Linked DNA regions of Delphinus delphis: region 2 is linked to region 1. The links are chromatin contacts, called in public Hi-C maps. All regions are on one chromosome and are shown on one strand. Each heading gives the region's core, a stretch centred on a gene start, on an enhancer-like site or on the middle of the called end of the contact. The rest is flanking DNA. Distances are from core to core; before and after follow the strand shown. Region 1 holds the start of CDKN1C (cyclin dependent kinase inhibitor 1C). Region 2 holds the start of TSSC4 (tumor suppressing subtransferable candidate 4).

Region 1 (6,746 bases), core at 1,651-4,150:
GGGCTTGTCGCTGGGGGGGCCCCGGGACCCATCTGCCTGAACTCAGCTGGCACCCATGGGGGTGTCTCGTGTGCACCGAAGGCAGTCGGGATGGCCCTCCCAGGCCTGTCCTCGGGCCAGACCGTGCACGCGCAGGGCAGGGTCGCAAGAGGCCTGGTGCAGGGTCAGCTCCCATAGGTTATGAAGCGCGCACTAGGCCCCCTGCCCTTGGGGGCAGGGCACACAGGTGTTCATACCATGGGGCAGCCCTTGCCAGGGATGAGAGTGCTGGCTCCCCTGGGTGCCCAGAGCAGGGCTGGGAGTGCGGTGGCTTCAGTCTTGTCCGAAGGGAGATGGCCTGGAGGCTGAGCCTGGGCCGGGGGTTGGCTCCTTCCCCGGCCTGCCCTCCCAGATGGCTGAAGTCACGGCATCCTGACCTCTTGGGAAATCCTGGGGGCCATGTGGTTCCATGTTTGGTGGTCACTACCCACTGTGGCCCTGTGCATATGGCCTCTGGGGAGACTGGTGTGGCCGTGGCACTAGGGTGGGGCAAGGCCCTGCCTCCTAACTCCAGGCCAGGTGATATCAGCCCCACCCAAGGGGTCCACAGGGCCAGGGGAGCCTCTGTCATCTTATTTTCCCGAAGATAAAAAGTTGTACTGGACTTCCCTGGTGGCACAGTGGTTAAGAATCCGCCTGCCAGTGCAGGGGACACCGGTTCGAGCCCTGGTCCGGGAAGATCCCACATGCCGCGGAGCAACAAAGCCCGTGCACCACAACTGCTGAGCCTGTGCTCTAGAGCCCGCGAGCCACAGCTACTGAGCCTGTGTGCTACAACTACTGAAGCCCGTGCGCCTAGAGCCCGTGCTCCGCAACAAGAGAAGCCACTGCAACGAGAAGACGGCGCGCCACAACGAAGAATAGCCCTGCTCACCGCAACTAGAGAAAAGCCCGCGCAGCAACGAAGACCCAACGCAGCCAAAAATAAATAAATTAATTAAAAAAATTTGTACCAACTGTACTTGTGGAAAAGTTGGAATAGAATGCACAAAAAAGAGGAAAGAAATATAACACGAATCATCAACTTTGCATCCACTTTGGTCCTGCTGTCAAGAGCCGAGACTGGCAACGTGCCCTGTCCCTTAGCTGGGCTGATGGCTTCTTCTGCTGGCCTTCATCCCAAACCTTGCCTCCACAAGCCTCCTCCAGGACACGTCTGCATGCTAGCAAGGAGTCCCGTCCCTGAAGGGACCTGGAAACCACCTGACCCTGCGGGGGAGGCAGGCAGGTTGGGTTGGGTCGGCCCCAGCTCCTTTCTCACTGGGCTCGTGGGCTCACCCAGGACAGGGGCTGGGAGCTCAGGGCCCTGCTGGGCCCTCCAGCAGGAGCTTGGCCGTCCCCCTCCCCACCTGAGCTGCTGGAGGCATTTCCTAGGCCCCCAGCGCTGGGACAGGCTGGGCCAAGGACATAGCTGCAGAAAGTTACAGTCTCCTGTGGCCTGGCCCCGATGGGATGGCCACTGGGGAGAGCCAGGGGCCACACCAAGAAGCGGGGGAGCAGGGTCATAGGCCTTGCCGGGCAGGTCCTTCCCTTTCTGGGCTGGCTTCTTTTCTCCCTGACACTGTGGTAGGGCCCACTGGCTCGCATGCCCTGTCATTCATTCTTGGGTGTGTACTTTCCCAACCAACACGTTTCCTGGGCACAAATGAGGGGGTGCTAGCCTTCCAGGATGGAGACACAGAGGCGCAGCTCCTATAAGCAGCTGGACCAGGGCTGCCTGGGCGCCCTCGTGGCTGCTCTCTGCTGCCCCCCCCGCCCCCACCCCATCTGGCGGTTCCCTGTGTGACAAGGGATAAGCCTGGCCGGGAGGATCAGCGTGCACAGTCAGGGTCCCAGGCTGGGCAGGGCCAGCCCCACCCTAGTGGAGAAGCCCTCAGCGCCCTGTCCAATAGCCAGCCAGCCAACCCCCGGCCTGGCCAAGCCTGAAGTGGCCGAGCACCCAGTCAGTGACGTAGCTCAGGATGTCACAGGGCGCATAGCTCAGGATGGGCACGGCCAGTTTCCCATCCACCGCGCAGGACTTACGGCCCCAAGGGCTACAGTCTCCAGACCCTGGCTCCAGGCGACTGTGGGCCAGCTCTCAAGGTGTCTGCCACTTCGCCCTTGGAGAAAGAGCGGAGCAGAGCCTCCCTCCCCCGGCCCCCCAAACTCCTCTCCCCGCTCACTCGTGGGCCTTAGGTCTAGCAGGTGTGTTAGGGCTCCAGGTGCGCGGAACCCTGCCAGGCACACAAGCCTCGGGCGCAGCAGGCCGCGCGGGGGCAGCCGAAGACCCTATCTAGCTCCAGCCAGGGACGAGCTGGCCGCGGCGGGTTAAAGGCCCGTCAACTGGCGCGGGAGGCCCAAGGGCGAGCGCGGGCGGCGGGGCTGGGTGCCCCCGGGGGGGCGAGTCGGGCCAGGCCGAACGCCGGTCTTGCCGGGGGTCGTCGCCCGCCGCGCCCGGTAGGGCGCGCCAGCAGGGGTGGGGGGGGCGCCCGCGCCACCGCCGCCGAGCAGCCCCCGCCTGCAGACAAAGGAGCCGGCGGGGGGCGGGAGCGGGGGCGGGGGTGGGGGTGGGGTGGGGGTGGGGGGGGGGATGGGGCGAGGGGGCGGGGCGCCGCGGTGTCACGTTACCGCCCGCAGCGCCCTTTAACTCCGGCCCCGCCCCGCGCACCGCCCCCTCCCCCGCCGCTGCGCGCGCCCCGCGCCCCGCCAATCGGCCCTCGCGCCCCGCCCCGCCCTCGGGTGGGTGTGTGCGCAGGGCCAATGGGCGGCGGGCGGGGGCCGGACCGCCGGAGGGGCGGGGGCAGCGCGGCGCCGGCCAATCGCCGCGGTGTTGTTGAAACTGAAAATACTACATTATGCTAATAGCAGCGCGGCCCGTGCGCGGGGGGGTGGGACCCTCGCGTATAAAGGGGCGCGCGAGGACTGGGCGTTCCACAGGCCAAGTGCTCTGCGCTCGGTGGGTGCCAGCCAGGCCAGGGCTAGCCGAGCGAGCGAGGACAGGCACCCGAGGGGGCGCGGCCGCCGGCCGGACGACACAGCGAGCGAGACTCAGGAGCAGTCCACGGCCCGACAGCCAGGTAGCCGCCGCGCCGCCCTCCCAGCGCGTCCCTTTGCAAATGCAGACTCCGGCGCGCGGGGTCTCACTTGCGCCCGGCCTCCGCCCTCCTTTCCTCTCTTCCTCCTCCTCCTCCTCTCCTCTCCTCTCCCGCCGCCCGGCCCGCGCAGCCCCCGGAAAAGTCCGATGCGTATCTCCGCAGCGCGTCGGCAATGGAGCGCCTGGTCGCCCGCCGCACCTTTCCCCTGTTCGCGCGCACCAGCGCTTGCCGCAGCCTCTTCGGGCCCGTGGACCACGAGGAGCTCAGCCGCGAGCTGCAGATGCGCCTAGCCGAGCTGAGCGCCGAGGACCAGCGTCGCTGGGACTACAACTTCCAGCAGGACGTGCCACTGCGGGGCCCCGGGCGCCTGCAGTGGACCGAGGTGGACAGCGACTCCGTGCCCGCCTTCTACCGCGAGACGGTGCAGGTGGGGCGCTGTCGCCTGCTCCTGGCGCCTCGTCCCCGCCCGGACGGCGCGGGCGATAGCCCGCCCTCCGGGCCGCCGGCCGATGAGTCCCTCGACGGCCTCGGGGAGGCGCCGGCGTCGCCGTCCAGCGGCCCGTCCGTAGCGCCTGCCCCGGCCCCGGCCCCGGCGCCGCAGGAGAGCTCTGAGCCGGAGGCGGTCCCGCCGCCGCGCAGCCAGGAGCCCCTGGCCGAGCCGCCGCACTCAGGGATTTCGGGGCGCCCCGCGCCGGGCACTGCCGCCACTGCCACCAACACCAACGCCGCCGCCGCCACTGCCGCCGCCGCTGCCACCACTGCCGCCGCCGGAGGCGCCGCGATCAAGAAGCTGTCCGGGCCTCTCATCTCCGGTGAGTCCCGCGCGGCCCCGCCCCAGCCCGGCCCGGCCCTGCTTTGTCCGGCCGGCCGGGCTCCCAGGCCCTCGGGGGCCTCTCTTGGTCCCCGCCTCCTCCGTGGCGTTAAAGGGCCCGCAGCGCGCGGGGCGAGGCAGCGCCCGCACCCCGTCCCCGCCCTGTTGTTGTGCTCCGGAGAGGTTCGCGCGGGAGGGTTGGGAGGGCGCGCTCTGGCCCCCTCCGAGCGCGATCCTCGCCCGGGCCACTGGAGACCCTCTTCGGGCGCGGCCCGGCGCGGCGATCGCGGCGCGGAGGGGGTTAAGCGCGGCGGTAGCCCCGGGGGGCTTGGCCGCGGGACAAGGGGAAATGCTTACACAGCACATTGCGCGGCGACGTAAACAAAGCTGACCCGCCGCGGACCTCGGCGCGGGCGGGGACGGCGCCCCCCCACCGGCCGCCCAGCCGCCCGCGCCTCCTCCCGGCACCCTCTTGGGCTCCCCGGCCGGCCCCGCCCTGACCGGCCGCGCGCGCTGTGGCCCGCAGATTTCTTCGCCAAGCGCAAGAGACCCGCGCCCGAAGCCAAGGCGTCGAACGAGGTTCCCGCGGGATGCGCCGCGCCCGGCGCCGCTCCAGCCGTCGGCTCGGCTGAGCAAACCCCGCGCAAGCGGCTGCGATGAGAGGTGAGCGCGGCAGACGGGGCGGGCGGGGAGGGGCGTCCCGCGGGGTCCCGGCGGCCAGTCTGTCGCCGCTCGCTCACCGCACCTCTCTCCCGCAGCCTCGCGCCCAACGAGCCCCGAGGGAGCCCGCTGGGCAGCGGACAGGAGAGGAGCGCTGGGCCTCGGCTGGGACCGTCCATGTAGCAGCAACCGGCGGCAGCTGCCACGGAGCAGCGTTCGGTTTTGTGTTTAAAGTTTGAAAACTGTGCAATGTATTAATAACGTCTTTTATATCTAAATGTATTCTGCACGAGGAGTACACTGGTCCCAAGGTGTAAAGCTTTAAGAGTCATTTATATAAAATGTTTAATCTCTGCTGAAACTCAGTGCAAAAAAATGAAAAAAGAAAAAAAAAAGGAAAAAAGGAAAAAAACATGTATATTTGTACAAAAAGTTTTTAAAGTTATACTAACTTATATTTTCTATTTATGTCGAGGCGTGGGCCGCTCTGCCACGCGCTAGCTCGGTTATTGGTTATGCCAAAGGCACCTCACTCGCATCTGGTTATCGACAAATGTAAATTTATTTTTTATAGCGGACTCTGGGGGGAGGGGGTCGCTCACAAGCTGTAGCTGCCGTACAAGCCCATCTAGCTTGCAGTCTCTTCGCGCTTTCGCTGTCTCTTTTTACTATTATGATTATTTTAAACTTGAAGACAAATCTGTTAAAAGAAAAAAAAAAAGAAAAAAAAAAGAAAAAAAAAAAAGGTTCCTGAGCCGTCTGCACCACTGCCCCGGCTCCTCGTCCGCCGGGTTCTAAATAAAGAGGCCGAATAATGCTGCAGCTCAGCTCCGTGTGTGCTTGTACCGCCTCCAGCTTTCCCCTCCGGCGCCCCCAAATGTTAGGGAGTTAGAACCCGGGGGCAGCCCTAAAGGGAGGGAGGGGGGCTTTCTCCTGGCAGGGCTGGCCCACGCCCACCTGCTCCAGGGCCCTAATTTAGGGATGAGCGGCCCCGCCCTCGCTCTGCATTTATCACATGCACACACGCGCGCGCGCGCACACACACACACACACACACACACACACACACACACACGTGTGCAGGGCTGTACACGGAGACCAGGGCTCACTGTTTCCCAGGCTCCAAGGAGACCACCCCAGCTGCCCTGGGCCGAGCCCCAATGGGACTCAGGTGGGCACCTGCGGGGACTGGGCCGGTCGCAGGCCCGGAGAGGGCGAACCTGAGCCTGAAATTCTTCAGGCCCCGCCCAAGGTGGACCCCAACGGCTCCAAAGTCCTCCGCTTCGTGGGCCCCGGTGTCCCCCAGGGTGGGGCCGCAGGACCGCAGATGTGTTCTGGCCTCTTCTCTCGCCCACGGTGGGGGAGGGGCAGCCTGCAGGCCTGCGGGGAAGAAGGGAGGGGGAGGCCAAGAGGAAGGGCCCAGGGGCAGGTGGGGGTGGGGAGGGATGAGATGCGCCGCAGCTTCGGTGGAAAAACTCGAGGCCGGATCCACCCGGGCACCCACCAGCCTTCTAGTTTCCAAGTGCTCCCTTTTAGTCAAAAGGCGAGGTTTATTTTTTTTTTTATAGCTGACCTATAAACCTCTGAAAATTATGGCTTACAATGGAAAGGGTGGTGTAAAATAGCAAAAACGGACGGCTAGCAGTATTTTTGCTGGTGCCTTGGGCCTGGGGAAGCGGAGCAGTGGTGGTGTATTTTTTTAAGTTAACAGTTTTGGGGCTGGTTGCGACACTGATGTCCCCCACGGATCAGGGTCAAAGACTCGGCTGAAGCCTCGATTTTGGAGATGCGTTTGGACATGCGATTCACTTCCCCTCCCCCGCAGCTGCCTGAAAGGGTGGGGAGGAGGGAAGTGGGACCGGCCCGAGGCCCAGCTGGGGCTGCACGCTGAGAAATACCTCCCCTGGGAAATGAGAGTAGGGGCCCCGCCGCCTTCAGCTCAGCCCGAGCACATCCTGGGAATTAGACCTGCCGAGATCTGACTTCAGGCTCTGCACCTCTCCTCTGGGGAGGGGGCCTCCCCCAGGCCTGCCTGTGTGACCAGGTGGGAGCTCAGCCTGGCTGAGCGGGAGGGAGGAAGATGGCGCGAGCTGGGAGTCCGAGGGCAGCGCACCCTGCTGGAGTGACCGTTCACACTGAGGACAGAGTCTGGCTGGGGG
Region 2 (6,746 bases), core at 2,832-5,331, 410 kb after region 1:
GGCAGCGGCTGCGGGTCACCTCCCCAGGAGGACCCGCCCCCAAAGCTGCTTTATCTTAAATGGAGCCTGGGAAGTACACCCACACCTTGGGCTGCAGCCCCACATGAGAGTGGACCCTGGGGGGCGTCTGGGAGGTGTCAGGCGGTCAGTAAAGCACTGCGGGGGGAGAGGGACTTCCTGCCCTGCAGGGATGGGGTCTGGGCCCCTGAGCTTGCCCCAGCTGCGTGGCCAGCCAGGCCGGTCTCTCCTTCCCTTAGGGACCTGGAGCCCGGGGTAGGGGCAGCAGGGGCAGGGCCAGGCCCGGGGCTCAGCAGCATGATGGGCTGGCCAACCCCAAGTGCGGTCCCAGGAGAGCCACACCCACTCCCGGCTACCTCCCCAGCACCCTCTGGGGACCCTCCTCATCGCCCTGCACAGCAGCTCCGCAGTCCTGGCGACACTGTCCCAGGACACCGGTCGTCGTCACACAGCCTGGGTAGGACAGAGTCAAGAGTGAGCTTGGCCAGGGCTGGAGACGGCGCCCGCTCAGCTGGCCGCTTCCTGGGGTCTACAGGCGTATGCTGGAGGCAGGGGCTGCACACCGACAGCCGTGAGCCCGCCTCTGGGCGGGTCTGGGGTGTCCACCTCTTGCTCTGGGCTGAGGAGGCGGTCACCTCAGCTAGGCTGGGAAGACGCGCCACTGAGGAACACAGGCTTGATTTAGAAAGCTTCAGAGCCCCCTGACGCTAAGCTGGGAGGCTCCAATGTGGGAACAGCGTGATGGGGTGTCTGGAGGGAAGACAGGGCCCTGGCCACAGTCCCGGGCGGATGGGGGCTGACAAAGAGACACGGAGACTGAGGAACACCCAGAGCCTTTACTGTGCCCCTGGGCACGGGGTGAGTCAGGGTTTCCGCCAACCCCTGGCCCACACCCTCAGCAAGGTCTCTGCCCTGGCCACTGGTGCCACCGACAGGCAGCCCGCTGGCTCCCTTCCCTGGGGGTGGGGCCCCGGGCCTGCTCCGCCCCTGAAGCCGCCCCGGGGGGACAGTGGGGGCCGTCCCTCCAGCTCGGCCAGGGCAGGCAGGCGGCCAGGCGGTCTCCCCGCTCAGACGTCCGCGCCTGGGGCCTCGGGGCTGCTGTCCTTGCTCCGGAAGTGGTCCCTGCTCCGCTTCCTGCTGCTGTGGAAGCCCACCGCCTCCCCTGGCAGGGCGCTGGCCCCAGACCCCGCGAGGGCCTCCCCCTCGGGTGCACCCACCTCCTGCAGGCGCCCCCGGGGTCTGCTCCACTCCTCGGCCTCCGGGCTCCCGGGCCTGGCCAGGTGGGCCAGCTCCACGGGGCCCTCGCCCCCCGCCGCCCCCGGGATCCCGTGGGGGCTCCCATCCGGCTCCCCTGCCTTCCTCGGGACCCTCCTCTTCTCAAGCCGGGCCTCGCCGGTTCGCACCGGTTTGGAGAAGATGAGCCGGCCCTCCCCACAGCTAGAGGGGTCCTGGTTGAAGGAGGGCACGTAGCCGCTGGGGGCGGCCAGGCTCTGGGGGCCCAGGAAGGCCAGGGCGGCGGCCCGGTTGCTCTGTTTGCTGGCCTCAGCCACACCCTCCAGGCTGTACTTGGTCCAGCGCTCAGGGTGGGCCACGTAGTCAGGAACGGGGGGCACCCTCAGGGGAGCGGGATTCTGAGTGGCCCTGCTCGGGCCCCCGGCTGGAGGCCGGCTGGAGAGTGTCAGCGGCTGCCGGAAGCCCCCACTGTCGCCAGGGCCGGCTGGGGCCGCAGAGGGCGGAGCCCGCCTGGCTGCCTGCTCCAGGCCGCCGAAGATGTCGTGGCTGCGCTGGGAGAAGGTGGGGCTCGTGCCTCTCAGGTGGAAGGGCTGCACCGCCGCTGTGGCGAAGCTCCTGGGGGGCGAGGGGGGCTCATCGGGGCCCGAATCCCCCGGGGCCTCCCCGGGCAGCCCCCTGGGAGACAGAGCTTCCACTTCAGCATCGTCGAGCAGGCTGAGGTCGGAGTCCGAGTCGCTGAGGCAGACGGGGTGGGGAGACAGAGCGGCACCCCCGGAGCCAACGGAGTGCTGGCCGTCCCCTGCCTCAGCCATGCGTCCCCCAGCCACGCCGCACCTGCACCAAAGCAGCCCAGGGAGTCGGTCACTGGAGACAACACAAGCTCAGAACAAGTCCCTCCTGCAGACCCACCACCCCGGCGAAGGGTCAGCAGCAAGAGCTGTGTCCAAGGAGGAGCGGCCAGGTCCCCCGCCCCGAAAGCCCTCCTCTTACCTCCCTGGCTGCTGGGTGCCTGTGCTGGACGGCTGGTGGGCCGAGCGCTGGAGAAGGTTCTTGGTCGCAACGGCCCCCGCCAGGCACGGCTCTGCTCAGTGGCTCAGTGGCTGGCTGAGGGCAGGGAGGGAGAGGCAGCCCTCAGACCAGACGGCAGACATGCAGGAGTGGAGCCGCCACCCCGGGAGTGGGCCTGGGTTTACAGAGCCCCTGACACAGCCAGGCCCAGGAGCTGGTCCTTCTGACGTGTCACCTCATTCAATCCTCTCCAGCCAGTCTGACTAAAGCCACTAGGAGGCCTGCTGCAGGGGGGGCGGGGGCTTGAACCCAGGGCCGAGAGCGACCTCTGCTCTGCACGCCTTCTCTCAGCCAGGCACGCTGCGTGGCAGGCAGCGGGTACTCCACAAAGGCCGGGGCGCCTGCCTGCTCCGTGGGGAGGAGGTGTGCTCCTGACCGCCGTGAGATGCCCTGGAGCTCCAGACGAGTCTGCAGACACATCCTTGGCATCTGCGGGTCAAGCGCTCAGGAAGCCGGAGCGGCCTTGCTCCACAGAGGCCAGCCCCACAGCTCCTGGGGCATTTGTCCTATGCGCCTCCGCACACCCCTCACTTTCCCAGCTGAGCAGAGAAGTGCTGCCAGCACCTGGTTAGTGTTCCAGTGTCACCAGGCACCCTGAAGCTTGTTTCCAGGCTCAGAGGACAGCCCAGTCTCACCCTCCGCACAGACATCCGTCCACCAACTCCCTCTTCCCACCAAGCCTCCCTGGCCCAGGGTGACCCCTTGCTCGTGCACCCACCGAGGACCAGGCCAGGCAGACCTGCAGTGTCTCTGAGTGCCCGGCACCAGGTCAAACACAGGCAAGATCTCCATTCCTCTGGGCCTCGCGTGACTCTCAAAATGAAGGCACAACTCCAGGAAAGGGGACACGAAGTAAACGCCAATGGTGTCTGTTTTAGAGCTGGCAGGACCGGAGCGGGGAAGGAGTTGCCCGTCATACAATACGTTGCAGGCAAAGCTGGAGTTCAAACCGGACTCCGGCTTCCTAAATTTGCAACCCCGTCCCCTGGAATCGCGGGAACGCCCGTGGTGAGTGGGACACGCCGCGGGGAAACGGGGATCTCGCCCCAAGACAGGGAATGCGGGGCCTGCATCTCTGAGTTCTCTGAGAACTTCCCAAGCTCAGCGCAGGGCAGAACTGAGTACAGGCTGAGGGCCCGGGGGGCTCGGAAGCGGGGTTTTCTCAGGGCCGGAATCCGGGCAGGCCAGGTCCCAGAGAACACTGGCTTCTTTGCCGGTTGTCTCGCTCCCCTGGGAGGCGGACCCTTGACTTTCTCCACTCCACGCGCCCAGGGCCTCGGCCCGGGCCCAACAGGTTCTCCGTGTCGGGGGCTTAAGTTCTGGGGCCAACTCGGGTGGATGGGCCAAGGGTCCGGGCCTCACGAGGGCCTCCCTGCTCGGCGCAGCAGACTGCGGACAGCAGACTCCCGAAGCCCGACAGCCCACCAGCGCCGTCCTCCCCACCACAAACCTACCGGCTCACCGCGGCCTGGCTGCCTCCATCTTGCACCGCGCTCGGCCCTCTGGGAAACTGAGTCCTCTGCCGGCCGAGGGCCGCGGCTTCCGCGCCTGAAGAACTACATTTCCCACAAGTCACTGGGCCGCTACTCCCGAGGCCTATCGGGAGTGTGGCCTCTGCGCATTCGCTGTCTTCCCTCCCGGAAACGGCGCTCTCTCGCGAAGAGACCGGAATTGACTAAGGCCAGGAGGGAGGCTGGGAGGCCGAACTACGACTCCCAGGATGCCCGAGGGCTAACGGCCAGCGCCGCGTTCCCGGGGCCGCAGCCGCTTGCCGGAAACCGCGAGGACCGGAAGTGCATCGACGCGTGCGGCGCTGTTCCCGGGCACTTCCGGTCCTGGCCTAGAGCGGCCGGCCACGCCCTCGTGGGTCCCGGGAGCCGGGCAGCGGGGCGTGCCGACCTCCCAACTGCCGGGGCCCGCCGTGAGGCAGCCCTCCTGGGAGAGGCGGCTTTACCTATTCCTGCCGATGGTCGGTGGCCTGGCTGGTTATTTCTGCCCAGAAGCGCAGGGCAGATCCCAGTCTCCCCTGGACGGGCCGCACGTACCTCGGCCCGGAGCCCAGGCGGCCGGCGCCCTTTCCCTGCTGGCGCCTCGCCTGCTGGACGGCCAGAGCGCGCTCCCTCGCCCAGGGCTGCAGCCCTGGAATCCAGGGTTCAGGCCATGCTGCGGCCTAGTCCAGGGACCCAGAGAGGAAACGGGGCCCGTTCTGATCATCCCTAACGCCACCCCCATGCAGGGCCTCACCAGGAACGCGGAGTCCAGGCCACAGAAGGCAGCTAGTTCACACCGCAGCTAGCAGGGGTGACACCCAGGCCTCGGCCAGGATGTTCCCAGGGCTTCGCAGCACAGGGAGAAGTAAAAAGGAGCTGGTTCCTTGGGCCATCCAGTTTTCCCAACCCACCAGCACCCCCCTGGACTGTGGAAGGGCAGGCCCGCTGAGGCCCTGTGACCCCCAATGCAGGGCTGGGGTTAGTTTCCAAAATCAGCCCCCCAAGGAGGCCCCAGGGAGCCCTTGACGTATGAATCCCAGCCAGGGACTTGTCTCAAGAGGTCAAGTTAATGTACGTGCAGGGGGGTACCTGCATGCAGCTAATAGTGACATCACCCAGCATTCCCGCTGGGGGCAGCAGCCTACCCCAAGAGGTGGCTAGGCCTCAGTCCACGGTGGTGGGCCAGGTAGGCTCCCCCAGGTAGTGGCTGAGGCCTTGCCCTCCAGCCCCTGCAAGATGTGGGCACCCAGCCCCATGACGGGACGTCTGCAAGCAGCTAGGTCAGAGAAGAGCCCCTCAGACCTTGGGAGGGAGCAGTGTGTCCATCCTCCTGGGCTGGCCCTCAGGAGGGCGGGGAGTCTTGCAGGGGCCCCACATCCTGTATCACATTCTTGGGCTGCCTGCCTGCCCCGCACAGACCCTGCTGGGCAGTGGTGCACAAGGAATGGGGGTGGAGGCTGCTCCAGGTGGCACAAGGCCCAACAAAGGGGCACTCCCTCCACGGAGTCCTTCTGGGCGCCCCACAGACACCCACCAACAGGGTCGGCAGCACAGCCTGGGCCCAGCGAGGTCCAAAGAGCTGAGCACCGCCTGCGCCAGGCTCCTCGGGCTGCCCCTGGGTCTCAGACACCATGGGCACAGGAAGGGGCCGGACATCGTGGTAGCATGCCTGATTTTTCCTTCTTTATTGAATGACTTTCAGGATGTAATTACAATCGAAGGTGACGCGTTAGAAAGGAGAGGTGCGTTGAAGGCATAAGGCTGCTCGTGGACCCGGCTCTAGAGACAGGTGGCCGGAAAGGAACAAGGATTAAAAAAGGCTGAGCGTGTGCCACCCGTGGGGACAGGTGGGTAGGAGGGTGCAGCTTGGCCGGACGGCCCTTCGTGGCCCCGAGGAGAGGCCCGGCTGAGCAAGCAGAACCCCCGAGCAGCCCCAAAAGCAGAGGGGGCCCCTGCCCTGCAGTCCCCAAGGCCACTCACATGCCACCTACAGGTGACATCAGCCCCGAAAGCAACAGGGAACTTCAGGACAAGAACAAAACCTCAAAAGTGAAAAGGCTGATAAGTGTAGCAGTGATACCAGGAGGTTATATACACAGGTGGTGACGGCCCCTTCTCAGAAGTGTCCGGGTCGCTCAGCGGCCCTCCCTGCGGCCTCGGCCTCAGTACACCGAGCTGCTCCGGATGCCACAGCAAAGCACCATGCTCAGGATCATCTCGAAGATCTGGGAGAAGGGGGTGGGGGCGGGCAGGTGGGTCAGCGCCCGGAGACCCGTGGGGGGACCCTGGCAGATGCCCGGCCCGTCCCACTCACCATGATCACAGCCACCACGATGGCGGCGATGCCGATGAGGTACAGCTTCCCCGAGAAGAGCTCGTCGATCTTCCCGTGGCAGTCCTCCTGCGGGGGCGGCCAGACAGCGTTCAGAGGTGCCCGTCCTCAGCCCCCCGCGAGGCCGTGGCCCAGGGTCATTGCAGCAGGAGCACAGAGGGGCACAGCCCTGCCCCCCAGGACCCCTCGGCAGAGGCGTGAACAGGGCCTAGTCTCTGCCAGCTTTTACCTCAAACACGGAAATGGCGAGTGTGCCGTGTGCGCCCTCTTGCACTCAAGAGATTGGGAAGCACCACCACGACGGGGCTGACCTGGGAGGTCAGGGCGCCTCCATGCCAGGTTCAGAGGGCTCCCCCATCGGGAGCCTGGGCCGGAGACTCGCCTCCCCATGGGCCGGCCGGCAGCAAAAATTTGTCCTCGGCCCCCAGGCAGAGCAGCCCCAACTCCAGCCACAGCACTGCCCAGTATGGCCGTGTCCTTGCCCTTGCCAGCAGGAGCCCTGAGAGGGCCAGCCACCGCCCAGGACCCACCAGGGGTGGCAGCCAAATGGGGGAGCAGGCAGGCCCCGCCCCACCCTGGGAGTCCCCACCCATCACCACACACCT

Evidence for each region. A called contact is a pair of places that touch in the nucleus more often than the background predicts.
Region 2: a contact with region 1 is called in a Hi-C map of lung, with 5 times the contacts expected there. The contact joins the promoter of TSSC4 here to the promoter of CDKN1C in region 1. A contact is called at or near these places in 2 of 3 Hi-C or Micro-C datasets (lung and muscle).

Annotation. Positions count from the first base shown.
Region 1 is chr8:108,311,797-108,318,542 of mDelDel1.2, forward strand. It overlaps CDKN1C (cyclin dependent kinase inhibitor 1C), which reads left to right and starts at 2,901. Exons shown (of 4, transcript XM_060017567.1): 1 at 2,901-3,098; 2 at 3,279-3,928; 3 at 4,454-4,590; 4 at 4,686-5,409. The coding sequence starts at 3,289. The coding sequence ends at 4,587.
Region 2 is chr8:108,725,154-108,731,899 of mDelDel1.2, forward strand. It overlaps TSSC4 (tumor suppressing subtransferable candidate 4), which reads right to left and starts at 4,082. Exons shown (of 3, transcript XM_060019501.1): 1 at 3,774-4,082; 2 at 2,242-2,355; 3 at 813-2,085. The coding sequence starts at 2,063. The coding sequence ends at 1,086. CD81 (CD81 molecule) reads right to left here. Exons shown (of 8, transcript XM_060019502.1): 6 at 6,745-6,746; 7 at 6,124-6,210; 8 at 5,478-6,034. The coding sequence ends at 5,972.